Regions from separate parts of the Rattus norvegicus genome. Here region 1 is linked to region 2. Evidence: chromatin contacts called from public Hi-C data. All regions are on one chromosome and are shown on one strand. The core of a region is the stretch at or near the end of the contact, and the rest is flanking DNA. Distances in the headings are between cores, read along the strand shown. Region 1 overlaps Scml4 (Scm polycomb group protein like 4). Region 2 holds the start of Scml4 (Scm polycomb group protein like 4).

What was found. Hi-C and Micro-C count contacts between places; a contact is called where the count stands out from the background.
Region 1: a Hi-C map of liver shows a contact between it and region 2, with 2.8 times the contacts expected there. The contact joins the enhancer-like site here to the promoter of Scml4 in region 2. A contact is called at or near these places in 2 of 12 Hi-C or Micro-C datasets (hepatocytes and liver).

What each region holds. Positions count from the first base shown.
Region 1 is chr20:47,998,747-48,005,689 of GRCr8, forward strand. The region is part of intron 5 of Scml4 (Scm polycomb group protein like 4); the gene reads left to right. Among named protein-coding and RNA genes, the nearest start is that of Scml4, 73 kb to the left of the region's middle. Within about 2 kb of position 4,710, at least 29 of the 93 cell types and tissues checked have an H3K27ac peak or open chromatin away from gene starts, as enhancers often do. A contact at or near this core is called in liver, where this site is marked.
Region 2 is chr20:47,927,100-47,934,149 of GRCr8, forward strand. It overlaps Scml4 (Scm polycomb group protein like 4), which reads left to right and starts at 2,440. Exons shown (of 8, transcript NM_001415016.1): 1 at 2,440-2,775. It also overlaps the pseudogene Rps15-ps15.

The DNA.
Region 1 (6,943 bases), core at 3,460-5,959, 74 kb after region 2:
AGCACACAATTCATGCTTCCCTCTGTTCTGGAAGTCTGTCCTCTGGAACCAGCTCTTCCTCAACTATGGATGAAATTTAGGACAAATCTTGGGACTCTCCCAGTCCCTTTCGTGCTACAAAACGTTCCTATTCAACAACTAAATGTGTTCGGATCAGTGTGATCTCTAACTCAGTTTCCCTCAGATTTCACTGCTGTGTTGTCAGTTTCCAAGTCGCTTGCCTGCAGTGGTGAAGGTGGGTGTGGCTGGCTCCTTCCATCAATCCTTGGCCCCTCCCACACCTAGCAAACCCTGCTTGATTTCAGAACACTTCATAGTAGCTTGGGGAATGGGCTGGAGAGATGGCTCAGTGGTTAAGAGCAACAACTGCTCTTCCAGAGGTCCTGAGTTCAAATCCCAGCAACCACATGGTGACTCACAGCCATCTGTAAAGGGATCATATGCCCTCTTCTAGTGTGTCTGAAGACAGCTACAATGTACTTATATATAATAAATAAAAAATCTTAAAAAAAAAAAAAGAAGCTTGGGGGATGAGGAAAGAGAAGAGGCCACTGGTCTTAACTCGACAGGCCCTGCTGAGTACAGCATGACATTGTGTTCTATGTTTCCGGCAAAGGTTTGAAACTGTCATCTGTGGACTCACTTTACCATCTGTCACCTGTGAGCTCCTTGACATGGACAAATGTTTGCTGCTTTTTCTAGATAGTTATATATGTTGCCTTTGGGGATCGACTCTAGTCTCTCTCTCTCTCTCTCTCTCTCTCTCTCTCTCTCTCTCTCTCTCTCTCTCTCTCTCTGGTCCTGGTACGTCATGGCCTTGACTTGAACACGAGGGCAAGTATCCCACCTCAGCCCATGGATTTCTGAGGTAGGGTCTAGAACTGGTGGTCCTCCTGACTCCTGTGTGGTGAGATTTCAGGAGAGTGCCACACTGACACCTGTCCTGTGGCACGGACCTGTTCCTTGAGAAACACATAGTCTTTCTTTGCTGCAAATACCTCACCAGGCAGGCTGAGCTCCACAGGGTGGCCCTCTTTTCCTCTGCCAGCTGTCTGTAGTCTACCAGATTTTCCAAGGGACTCAGATAGTAATTGAGTATATAACCCAAGCTCCAGGGGACAGATACCAAACCATTCCCAAGGCCATGTTAAAGCCATTGGGAACAGACTGGGAACTTCTCTGTATTTTGGTTTCCAGTCAGCCTTTAGGTCAGCCTCGTCAATCTGGCTCATACAGTAGATGCGGGCAATTTTTTTCCTGGAGTAAAACTGGACTCACTCCCTGCCCCCTCTGTGTGAGAGAAGGATGTGGTATTTATTGATGAATATGATTAACAGGAGGGTCAGTGAGAACCCCCCAGAGCACAGGGCCTGCCGCTTATCTAAAGGATCCATGATTGGGGATGTATTTGTCCCCACGACTGCCATGAATGAGTTGCTGGCAAAGCCCAGATCTTTGAGATTTGTCCCCTGGGCATCCAAGGAACCTGAAGTTGTTCTTTCATGGGACCACAGTGACATGTTCTCTTTCCTCAACTTGGTGCAGATGCATATGAGGATTCGGCCATTGTGAATGGTGCCTACTGGCCCTGGGGCTTCCTAAAGGCCGTCTGAAGGTTACCAGTGCCAACACTGGACAGTAAACAATGCTAAAAGGTGAAAACTTTTTACATGAAAGCTATCTTGCTAAGATCAGCTGTACGCAGACCTGTAAGAGCATTTTCTTAATAGTGATTGATGGGAGAGGGACTATCGCTGGGCTGGTGGTCCTGGGTTCTATCAGAAAGCAGGCTGAGCAAGCCGTAAGGAGCAAGCCAGCAAGCAGCACCCCCCATGGCCTCTGCATCATCTCCTGCTTCCAGGTTCCTGTCCTGATCTGACTTTCTTCAATGATGGACCACAGTGTGGAGGTGTAAGCCAAATGAACTCTTTCTTTCCCAGATTCCTTTTTTTGTTTGTTCTTTGTTTTACACAATGGGGCTTCTTTGAGTAGCCCTAGCTATCCTGGAACTTGCTCTGTAGACCAGGCTGGCCTGGAACTCAGAGATCTGCCTGCCTCTGCCTCCCAGATTCCTTTTGCTCGCGATATTTCATTGCAGCAATAGAAAGTCTAACTTAGCCAAGGGTATGTATGTGTGCATGGGGGTCCACATGTGTGCATGTGCATGAAGGTCAAAGCACCACACAGAGAGTCTTTCTCAGTTCCTCGCCACCATTTTTCAACTATTGATTCCCCGTGAACTCCACAGCATGCAGTCTTTTTTTTAAATTTTTTATTATTTTTTTATGTATATGAGTAGTACACTGTAGCTATCTTCAGACACACCAGAAGAGGACATCGGATCCCATTACACATGGCTGTGAGCCACCATGTGGTTGCTGGGATTTGAACTCAGGACCTCTGGAAGAGCAGTTGGAGCTCTTAACCACTGAGCCATCTCTCCAGCCCCACAGCATGCAGTCTTAATTCTACTCATCTCCTGGTCCCTCTGCTTCTGCTCTCCACCCTAAAAGATATCAGCAAAACACAACATATCAAAATCTTGTCACAGGAGCTGCAGTGTGTCCCACAGTCTACCCTGTTGCCCACACAGCTTCACTTGCAAATGTTCACTGGAATGAGTCATTGGTCTGGTTCGAGGCCTCTGGCTTCGGTTACACCATCAATACTGGGGCCTCACTGGGACTCCTCTTGGATATCCAGTTGTTGCCCTGTGTCATGGAGACCCTGCAGCTTTGGATCTGCAGGACCCGCCCCTTTACACCCTCCAGCAGTTCACAGATGGGGTGGATGTTGGGTTGGGCCAACACCAAGCCCTGCATCTGGGCCTGTGTGGTAGCTGAGTTGGTCAGCCTTCCAGCTCCCCCACACCCACACCACAGAGCCAGCTCTCCAGCACTGCCTCAGGCAAGCTCACCCAGTGTCACAGCTGGCAAGGGGCAGGGCCAGCTCTCCCGCTCTCGTGCCCTCGAGGCCAGCTCATCCAAATGCTGCCCAGGTGAGGGGCAGGTGCTGCAGGCAGCAAGGGTCAAGTGGGAAAGGGTTTCTCTCCCTCAATCACAACAAGGGCAGACAACGGGCGGGGTCAGCTCTCACACTCTCATACCCCAGGGCAGCTCACCCCCAGCCCCAACCAGGCAGGTCTCTGTGTGTCTTCTGCCTTCCCTCTCCCCCATGAGAGGGCCACTCCTCTCCACTTTTGTATTAAGAGAAAAGATTCATTTTCTTTTTAATTATATGTATATGTGTGTGAGCGCAAGGCCCCTAGGAGTCCAGAGAGGGCATTGGATTTCCTGGAATTGCTCACAGGAGGTTGTGAACTGCCTGATAACTGTTGCCAAGAACATAACCATGGCTCTTCAGAAGACCAGAGCTGCTCTTAGCGGCTGAGGGGCTTCTCTAGCGGAGTCACCTTATTTTCTCAGAGACTCTTCCTGAACTTGGAGCTCACTGGTTAGCTTATGAACAAGTGTGAGCGAGAGAGTGTGTGCATGTGTGTATATGTTCATGTGTAAGTGTATGTGTTTGTGTGAAAGTGTATATGTGTGAGCATATGTGTTTGTAAGCGTGTGTGTTTGTGTGAGTGTGTATGTTGGTGTGTGTGCATGTTTGTGTGTGTGTGTTTGTATGAGAGAGTGTGAGAGTGTTGTGTATGCGTATGTGTTTAGGTATATGTGAGCGTGTTGTATGTCTGTGTGTGTTTGTGTGAGTGTGTGTTTGTGTGAGAGTGTGAGAGAGTATTGTGCATGCGTGTATGTTTGTGTGTGAATGTGTTTGTGTGCAGGTGTGTGCACGTGTATGTGCTTATGTGTGTGTGAGAGTGTGAATATGTGTATAAGTGTGTGTGAGTGAGTGTGTTTGTGTGCACGTGTGTGCACTTGTGTTTGTGTGTGTGAAGGAGTGTGAGTATGTGTATAAGTGTGTGTGAGTGAGTGTGTTTGTGTGCACGTGTGTGCACTTGTATGTGCTTGTGTATGTGAGAGAGTGAGTGTGTATGTGTGTGTGAATGAGTGTTTGTGTGCATGTATATGCACTTGTGTTTGTGTGTGTGTGAGTGTGATGTGTGTGTCTGTACTGTGGCGAGGGTTGTGAGTGTGAATATAGGAGCTCTGGGATTCTGACTCATGTCCTCACACATGTTCAGCAAAGCACTTTGCTCACTGAATCCAACTCTCCAGCCCCCAAGTTTATGAAAGGGCAAAGCACATGAGACTGTTGAGGAAGCAGAGTCAAGCCTGTGGGCCGCCCCTCACCACCGCACTCTGTTCACTTGGGTTTCCCACAAGCTCTGGGACAGACGCTTGGCAGAGCTGCCAGATCCCGGGGAAGGTGGTCATGGAGCCTGCGGTCCTCTGGAGGCCCCGAAGGGAATTCATTATTCCAAACAGCTGACTTCAGTAAAAACGGTCTTCGGTCCAAGTTTCCAAGGGAGGAAAATCAAACCGTAGCTTAGAACAAAGTCTCAGGCAAACCAGAAACACGCTGGAGAATGAAAGAAATGCAGGTGTCAGGCATTAAAACAAGGGCTGCTTGTGGGCCTCTCATTAGGGATGGGAAAATGTAAATGCACTAAAGTGGACCAGAGAGGAGCCAGGCTTGGACCTCGAGCCGAGTGATGGAGCTGGGGCCAAGCTAAAGGAGGAAAAAAAAATCTATACTGGCCAGAGACTAAGTTAATGGAAGATGTAATTGAAGCGAATGAATCGCTCCACCCATAGGTGGTGTGGCCCGGTGCCCTTTGAACCACGAAGGCAAGGCATGGGCCACCGAGGCCCTAAGGGAAAACGAGAATTGCTTATCTGTAAGAACAAGGGCGGGACTGAGCCTGGGAACAGAAAAGCTGCGACCAGAGCCTCCTCAAAAGCTGCAGAGGGACGGTGGTTATTTGCAGACCTCGGGGTCCCTTAGAGGACACGGGGTCCCGCAGCGTCTGGCACGTGTTGGGAGCGGCGTCCCCGGGAGTGTGGGCTAAGCTGTCAGCAGCAAGGACTCTGCACCCAGGTAGGATGAGAGGCACCTGTGTCTGGGTGAGAGAAGAGGGAGCCCCCAGCCCTTCCCTTCCTGCCCCCCAGCCTCTCCGCTGAGGTCTCCTGCTCTGTGCTCCGAGACTCCAGGCCTTTCTTTCTAGGAGCGGCTACCTGGCTAGGCCTCCCTGGTAAGCATTTCGCAGCTCTTGGAAGCTGGGCCTGGCAGGCTACAATCCAGCCTTTTCTTCTCTGGGCTTTGAGACTGAAGTGCTGCCAGCTCGTAGTGGAGCCAGGCCAAGCTGTTCTCACGGAAGCCTTTGAACCCTGCCCAAGAACTAGGCAGACCCGCAAAGGGCTAGACCATCCGTGAGAAAGGCCGTGCCTTTCAGCCTGGGAGAAGGTAGCGTTAATGGCTCGACCAAGGGCTCATTCTGTACAGCTGCTCCCTCAACCGGGAAGTTATGATTGATGTGGGGGGGGGGGGAAGAGAGAGAGAGAGAGAGAGAGAGAGAGAGAGAGAGAGAGAGAGAGAGAGAGAGAGAGAGAGAGAGAACGCGTGATGTGGCATATATGCGTGGTGTGGCGACTGACTGGGGAGTGGAATTGGTGGAATAGCATGTTGGTTTGGAGTCTAGGTATCATTGGGTATTGTTTGTGTGAGGTATTGATTATGTGAGGGGGATTTGCAGGTGGCTATCTTGCTGTATCTCAAGCCTTCATTAGAGAATCCTAGTAAGCACGGCTGGATCCACCGAGTAAAACCCATGGCCCAAGCTCCCTTGGCTATTTGCAGTCGAGCCTGTGCCTTCCGAACTGAGGGCTAAGGCTCGCTCTGCTTCTCTGTGTTTTGCACACAGGTCTCCCTTGCTTAGGGACTCTCTTCCTTTGTCTCTTGGCTTTCTCCTTCGTGTCCCCTTTTCTTCTGCTGCTTTCCCGTTTGGAGTTCTCCAGGACTGTGTGGAGAGTGGCCTGCCCACAGGGGTCTTGGAAGAATCCCTCAGGGGCAGGCAGAGGAAGGAAGGAACCTTTTTCCTCAAACGGAGAAACTTAGACAGGAGGCCCCTCCTGTTCTGGAGATGTCTTTGGTTTCATCCTCGCACAGGCTTTTAAACCCAGCAGCCGAGGAAACCACAGTCCCCAAACAGATCTACAATGGTGAAAAGGAAACACAAAGCCTATCCAGAAAGTTCCTCAGACAGCCAAACCCAAAGCTCCTTTCCATTTGTAGGCATGCGCTGCGTATGCGCTTGCCTCCAAGCTGAAGCAAGCTCTTGTGGGGACGCAGAAAGCAGGGTATTGTTCTCCCTGATGGAGACCCAGAATGATTTACAAGGGGTTTCTCTGGGTTCTGTGATGGACCCAAGGGACTCGCAAGGTGCCTGAGGCCTGCCTTTGCCCAGCTGGCCTTTCCACAGCCCCAGGCTGGGTTCTCTCGCTGGGGACACACAGCTTATTTCAGATGAGCAGGGGCTTTGTGAGGATCCAGGAGTGAATAGGCGCTGGCCATGTTTCCTGACAGGCCTGCGGTTTTCCAGGTCTGCGTGGAAGGAAGGCGAAGTCTCCGTGGAGACTTCTGGATGATTCCAGGTCTGCTGGCCCCATCTGCTGTTCACACTGTCATCTGTGGCAACTGAAAGCAGTTCTCCCTGCCAGTGAAACGGTCTTCCTTCGTGTGTCACAGTGCAGTTAAGCTCGTAGGTTCCTAGGCGCTCTGCATACCTGTAACCCATCGACCTGTTTAATGTCTTCATGGTTTTTAATAGAATCACAGGTATCCACTATGGAAACAGCAGTCATCTTTATACTAAAGCGAGAACAATTAGACTTAGTTGTAAGAGAGAAATTTCAGCCAGTAGATTTGTAGTATAGTGGCCTAGCTTTGGGGCAGACTGTAAGATTCCTTGGTGAAGATTTTACCTTATTTCCTTTTTATTTATGCGTACATTTGTGGCTTTGCGCATGTAGGTGCAGTACCA
Region 2 (7,050 bases), core at 1,190-3,689:
CTGAGACTCACCATGTAGCCCAGGCTGGCCCATTTCTTTCTGCCTCAGGCTCTTGAATGCTGACATCACAGGTATGTGGCCCACGCCTGACTGGCTTCTAATTTCTCTTCTCCTTCTCATCTTCTTCCTTAGGCCCTTTCTTCTTTAAATGAAGTCAGTTATATGAAATTACAAACAGCTCCCCCCACCCAAATGAAACTTCCAAGACTGTATTTTCCTGAATAAAACATTAAAATTCGACAGGTGATTAAAGTAAGGATGTGGATTCCTTCTCTTCCTTCTCTTCATTTTTACTTTTCCTGTCTCCATTTTTACTTTTTCCGTTTGGTTTTATAATATATTTATTTTCAAAGGATAAAACCCTTGACAGTTTAAATATATACAAGTCCAAAGGAGTTGTTGTAGGTCAGTGGTGAACCCACGATGCTTTCTTCAGTTGCCCACTGCCTCCTCTAAGGCCTCTTCCCACGAGGAGAGGACTCTGACTATTCCTACCCCTACTCCTACCCCTCCTCCCTCCAGGGCTGGAAATGAGTCTTTATTGCCTCTGCTATTTGAGGGGGATGAATCGGGAGGAGTGGGTGGCCTCAGTATTGGGCCGGCCGTGTTTTGCCAGCTTGTAGGCGATGGAGAACTCGCCCAGGTAGTGGCCGATCATCTCTGGTTTGGTCTCCCCCTGGCTGAAGGTCTTGCCATTGTACACACCCACCATGCTGCCAACCATCTCAGGCAGAATGATCATGTCCCTCAAGTGGGGCCTCACTACCTCGGGCTTCTCCATGGGTGATGCCTCCTCCTTGGCCTTTCTGAAGCCCTTGAGCCTGCTTCCGCCGCAAGCACGGTCTCTGTCAGGCGCTGTACAACGGCATCAGCTGTTCGTAGGACATGTCTAGCAGTTGGTCGAGATCCATGCCATGGTAGGTAAACTTGTGGAAGGTTCACTTCTTCTGCTCCACTTCGGCCATCTTGGTTGCTGTTCGGAAAAGGAAGTGTCCCATCCTCCCTAACCGCACGGATCTGCACTTTGTGGTGAACATGTTTACTTTTCCACATCTACATCATGAGTTTCAGCCCAAAGTTTGTCTCTCATGACCTTAATAATTTCTACTTGGGCCAAATTGCCCATATCTTTCATAAAATGGAGATCTATCGGGAGCTTTTCTGGACCAATCTTGTTTTGCTAACTCAGCCTGATTCCCTTGGATGTCAAAGGGGACATTTACTATACTGTTGGTACAAATGTGTGACTCTTTGTGGCGTTTGGTAGGAATGGAGACTGCCATCCAAGCTGGGCCAGGACCAGCATGGGAACCAACTTGGGGCAGAGGAGTCAGGGCCATGGCCGGCAGCCAGCATAGGCAGGAAGGACACATGCCACCCAGGGGATTCCTTCTTTCTTAGTAAGGTTAATGCTTTGACTTCAAAAACATCAATTTCCCGTATCTATTTAATTTAATTGGACAAATTTACTTCAGACGGCACATACCTTCAGGTAAACTTCAAATTGAAGTTCCTTTCTAATTTTTCATATTCTCGGTAACTGGCTAAGCTATGACCCAGACCTTCCAAATTAGCTTAGCTAATGGTCAGTCCTGGCTATAAACATGCTGCCCGTCCCTGCACGTCAGCCTGGGAGAGAGACCAGGCATTTCATCTGTAGGAGATGCTTGACACACATCCCGTGTCCCCAGATGAATGAAGTCAGCACCAGAAAACCTGGACTCACTTTATAGAAAGAAGGGGAGGAGAAAAGGTGCCTTCTCTGGTACAGGCTGGTTTAGTGGACAGGCAGTGTGTATGGAGGAGAGACAGCAGCCCTTCCCCAGGCAGGTCCCAAGCATGTTTGGGCATGGAGAAACACTTCCATATGTGCATACACGGATGTGGAGCCGTGTGGCATTAAATGTAGGATAGGTAGCTTCAGAGCTGACAGGTACAGCCATGGTGTGTCCCCATGGGTAAGCTCCTCTGACAATATACAGGTTCTCTGTTGGAATAGCATCTTTCTTCCTTCCTTCCTTTCTTTCTTTCTTTCTTTCTTCCTTCCTTCCTTCCTTTCTTTCTTTCTTTCTTTCTTTCTTTCTTTCTTTCTTTCTTTCTTTCTTTCCCCCAAAGCCAAACATTAGCCGTGTCAGATCACGACAGTCTTATAAGCCTGGTGTGGCCCTCACTGCTGCAGGACTGGGACAAAGAGATGGTGTTACAGTCTGGTTTCTATGGCAACGGGAGGAGGGGTCATGAAAACTGAAATGCAGGAAAACACCCATTCTGACTATTGTGACATAATTCAGTTTATTACAAGGAAGTAACTACCTAAGAAGCAGAAGTGTCATTACCTGCCAGCTCCTGTTCACAAAAAGCTGCACTGTACAGAGGAAAGAAACACCACACACACACACACACACACACACACACACACACACACACACACAGAGCTCTCGCTTTCTGCATGTAAAATGTGTGTGTGTTCTTTAGAAGCCAGTGGTTGGCTGGTTTTCCGGACATGATGTGGTTGAAGCTGTCATCGTAATGGAAATTCACTGCTGTAGCTATGGTAAATCGAGCGCTCTGCCTGTGCTGAATGCATTAGTCTAATGAGATGTTTGCAGCGGGCGAGCAGGGCTGCTGGCGACTAGCTGTGAGCCGTAGCACACGGGTGGAGGATAGCTTGTGCCACACTCACAGTACGTGTGCGTGCGGGAAGTCACCTGTCTCCTAAGACAACACTCCCGACCTCATCAACACCCTGATCAGGGTCCTGTGACCCAGCTGTAGGTAAGGGATGCGCATGCTGGAGGGTGTGCTGTGGTACTGTTATACGACTCCTCGTCGTGCTGTCAGCACAACAGGTTACCTGCTTCAGTTCCTTTGGGAGGGTTTGCATGCCTGCCTCTGTGGTAATGCACGAGTGTCTGGTGCTAAAACTACTGAGCCCGGTGGGGAAACTTCAGATCCTAACATGCAAAATACAATGTTTGATTTCTCAACTCTATCTCAAAGGAAGATGAAATAGAAACATACAGTTTATAACCATTTTTGATATTACACACCGCTCTTTAAACCTGCATGTAAATATGTGCAAAGTTTTATTTTTTCAAACGTGAACTTGGTGTTTTTTTCCCCTAATAGTAATTTTGCCTTATTTTGTTTTATTAATGTAAAAATTGTAGTGTGGTTTAGGTTACAAATATTTACCTAAAATTTATTATTAAAATCGGCATGACATAAGCACTCACCAAAGTATTTGTTTTTAAGTTGGATTTTATTGACTTACGTTGAATGTTGCAGGTGGGATAGTTCATGTGTTTTTGTGGCTAATTTACCACAGATAAGAATAGTATTAATTGTCTGCAAGTTCCTGCTGTTAGTTCTTTAGGAAGAAAAAAAAAAAATCCCAGGTTAGTATGGAATGCTTGGAGTTTTCCCAAGTTCAAAGTTCACTTCCTTCCCCTACACAGTACTATGTGACCCAAGCTAGCTCCCACCGGTTCTTCCTGCAGCACCAAGTGTCACAGACAGGTGCTCTGTGGATGGACAGGACCGGTGGGAACCGGTGCGGAGGGGGCTGCTGAGTAAGCAGTTTTTACTCGTCATTGATGGGTTTTGTGACGATAAACCAGGGGTGGCTTGCTGTGTTGCCTTTCTAGGGTCATGGCATTTCTCACGAGGGCTAAAACCATCAGCAGCCCTCTGAGAAAACAGGACCTTGTAGCGGGGGGAGGGGGCTTGAAAAGTGATCCAGATGTGGTGGTTGTGTGTTCTGTGTAGTTCCTTTCTCAATTAAGGAATGATGTTTTTGAAGGGCCAGAGACATAATTGCCCTTCCCCTCCTCAAGGCATTTTTCTCTTCTTATTAAAAACAAAACGAAACGGAATGTCTGGAGAACTCGGGAAAATATAGAGGCCACTGTAGAGAAGGTGCCTGAGTTAGACTATTTTATGGATCATTTTGAATGTCTGTTGCTTGGTAGAATGGCTCGGTCTATCTGAGTAACAGTTACAGGGTGGCAAGTACCTGGAAAACTACCAGTGAGTGGCCGTCAAAATGCTGCTACAATGTAAATACCGATGCCCCATTCAGAGAAGCTGCTTGTAGCTTTAGGACCGACCTTTAAAACATAGCTGTCAACTGTTTTAAAAACATGAATGTTTTCTATCTCTCTTAACATTGTGCCTGCCTGACTTGTGTCAGAAGAGGAGACGCAGATTCTACAAAATCCCATATTTTGTCGAAATTACTTTTATTTTATTAAAAGCTGTATACACGAGCAATAATAAGACAGGGAAAATGAGCGGGCAGGTGTGACTTCTTCCTGCACAGCCTTTCTGCTGCTGGTGTTTTCTGCAAGCGATATACCAGCCACCAGCGTAGTTTCACTTTCTGGTTCTGGTTGTGGGGCTGAAGGTTGGAGGTCACAGGCGATCAGCTTCTGGGAAACAAGCCAAACTCAAATGTTGTCACCTCAACTCATCCGCTTTGATCTTGCCAACTCAAAAAAAAAAAAAAAAAAAAAAAAAAAACCAAACCAAAACAACAACAAAAAAACCCAAGGACTTTTAATATATTCAATACTGCTCTCGTGTGATAAAAATTCGAACAAGACCCTGAAGGACAAAGAAAGACAGAAGTTAAAAAAAAAATTTTTTTTTACTAAATGTTTGGAAAATCATGACCAGATTGCCTTAAACCCTTCATAACATGGTGGTTTTTATTTGTCTCTTTTTCATCCTAACGTTGGAGCTCAGTGCTTAACTGCAATGAATGGAGGGAAATGACGAGGAATGCTCGCCGAATAACAGCTTTTCTGGTGTGTGGAACACAAAACTCAGAGTGTTTCTTAGGTTTGTCTACAGTTTTGTCAGACCCAGGGGCATATCACACACACACACACACACACACACACCACACACACACGCACGTACACACACACACACACACACACACACACACAGACACACACGCACGTGCACACCCCTGGTGGCCCACACTTTAGAACAGACGCCACCTCCGACAGCTTCAGCATTCCATGACCTCAGTGTAGCTGGGCTGTACGCTCCCTGGAGGTTAGAATTCTACCTCCCTCCTGTTTCATCTTCACAGATTTAGTTTGAGAACAGATCTGGGATGAAGATGATGGACCCCTTTCCCATGAGGGAAAATCGTTTTCCTGAGATGTTTATGAGAACAGGCTCCTTCCTGTCAGGTGTGAGCACAGAGGTTTGTTTTTAGTGATGGACAAATTCAGTATTTCTGAAAAAGCCTTTTAAAAAAAAAAGTTTATAAGGCTATTTTATGTCTTCATCCCAAAGTCTCCCAAGAGACTGAAATTTACACGTTTTCCCCTCCTTTTAAAATGTTTTTGTTGCTCTCGGAGACAGGTGAGGAGAGACGGGGGAATTCAAACGGTCCCTAGGAGGAAGAAAAATCAGATGGTTTGGTGCAAACATAAAGTTACAGAAGCCGCCAGGGTGTCTAGTAAATTACTCTAAATTTTAATTAATGAGACACAAAAGCCATACTACAAGCTTTAAAAATTACCCTTTTATCAATACGGTGGTAATTAACTTTCTCTAGAATTAGCGATTCTCTGAGCCCCGGGCAGTATGCCGCCTGCTAAGTTCTTTGGAATGCTGCCAGTTTTTAACAATCGGTCTCTTGGCAAAGCTAGTGATTTTTAATTCAAATATCTATTGTGGCATTTTTCAGTTGTGGCTCAAAGACCATTAAGATCACTCAAACCCTGGCGAAATCTCTGAGACCCAGAGTAGCTGGGAATATTTGGTTTGCATTAGAATTAGCTACTTTCTCTTTCTTCGTTTTCCCCGCTTCTACCTTTTTCCTCGGCAAACCCCGTGGCCGGAAGCCATGGTGATGAATTATGGTTTGCGGGCGCGCGCACAGCCCCCGGCTTCATTCGCGTTCGGTTTATCTCGGCTTCAGTTCTGGAGAGTGGGTGTTCCCTTACACTCCTGCAAGCTTGCGTGGGTGGGTCATCAGATGCAAAGACCTAGGTGGAGACTCGAAGGAAGCACAGGTCTGAGACCTTTTTCCGTTGTGTCCAGAGGTTTGCAATTTGGCTGATTTACCCATAGTGATGGCTACTGGTTGTAGGAGGCAGTCCTTACATCTCAGAGGAGCACCCAGCAAAACCACGCACATGCACACGCACGCACACCCACACGCACACGCACTTTTTTGGTCAGGCTGGGATGCTAGTGACTAGGTCTAGGCAGTCAGTGCCCACTGAGACAAAGTGCCCCCGCGGCTCGCCTTTTGGAATAAATCAGCTCCCTGAAACCAGGAGGAGCCTTTTAGCCACAGCTAAAGAGATCACACTCTTCAGGTCGTAGGGTGGTGACAGCTTGGGTTACTCTTTCAGAGAAGGAAGGAAGTTATCGCCCAGGGGCAGTCCTGAGTTTGTACTAAACTAAAGTCATTCCACAGAGTCCTGGTGTCACCCTGAAGGCAGGGGAGTGTGCCCTTGGCTCTCCAGGCAGGGGCCTCTTCGGTGTGTAGCTTTTCTTCCCCCTGCCTGTGGCAGTGTCAGGAATCTGGTGCTGCCAGCCTACATCCACCTCTCTTGAACCCCAGTTCCTCAGCCACCCTCCTTCAGAAAGTTTCACTTATGAAGTACCTGAGTGAAGGTGTTGACTCAGGGAGAACAAGGACCCGCCTCGCTTTCTGCAGAAGCCACAACAGCGAAGGGAGATGTGGGGTTGGCTGTAGGGAGAACACCAACATGCCTCGGGGGCAAAAGGCCCCAGTGTGCTCTGAGAGGTGGCCGTGCTGGCTGCCCAGACTGATGGTGACTCAGCTCTTGAGAGCTGAATGTTTGGTGAGAAAAGCCTGTTCCCTTCCTCTCTCCTTGCGAGAATTGTTTTATGTAGAGACCTCATTGGTTCGAAACAGAGGCACGTGGCTTGAAAGTCTTAAAGAAATTTTATGAAGGGACAGACGCAAGTGAGGCAAAGCACATAATTGTCCCAACAGGGTCCAAGTGAGGGGAGGAGAGGGGAACTGTGGGTAAGTGGTAATGGGTGCTGGGATAG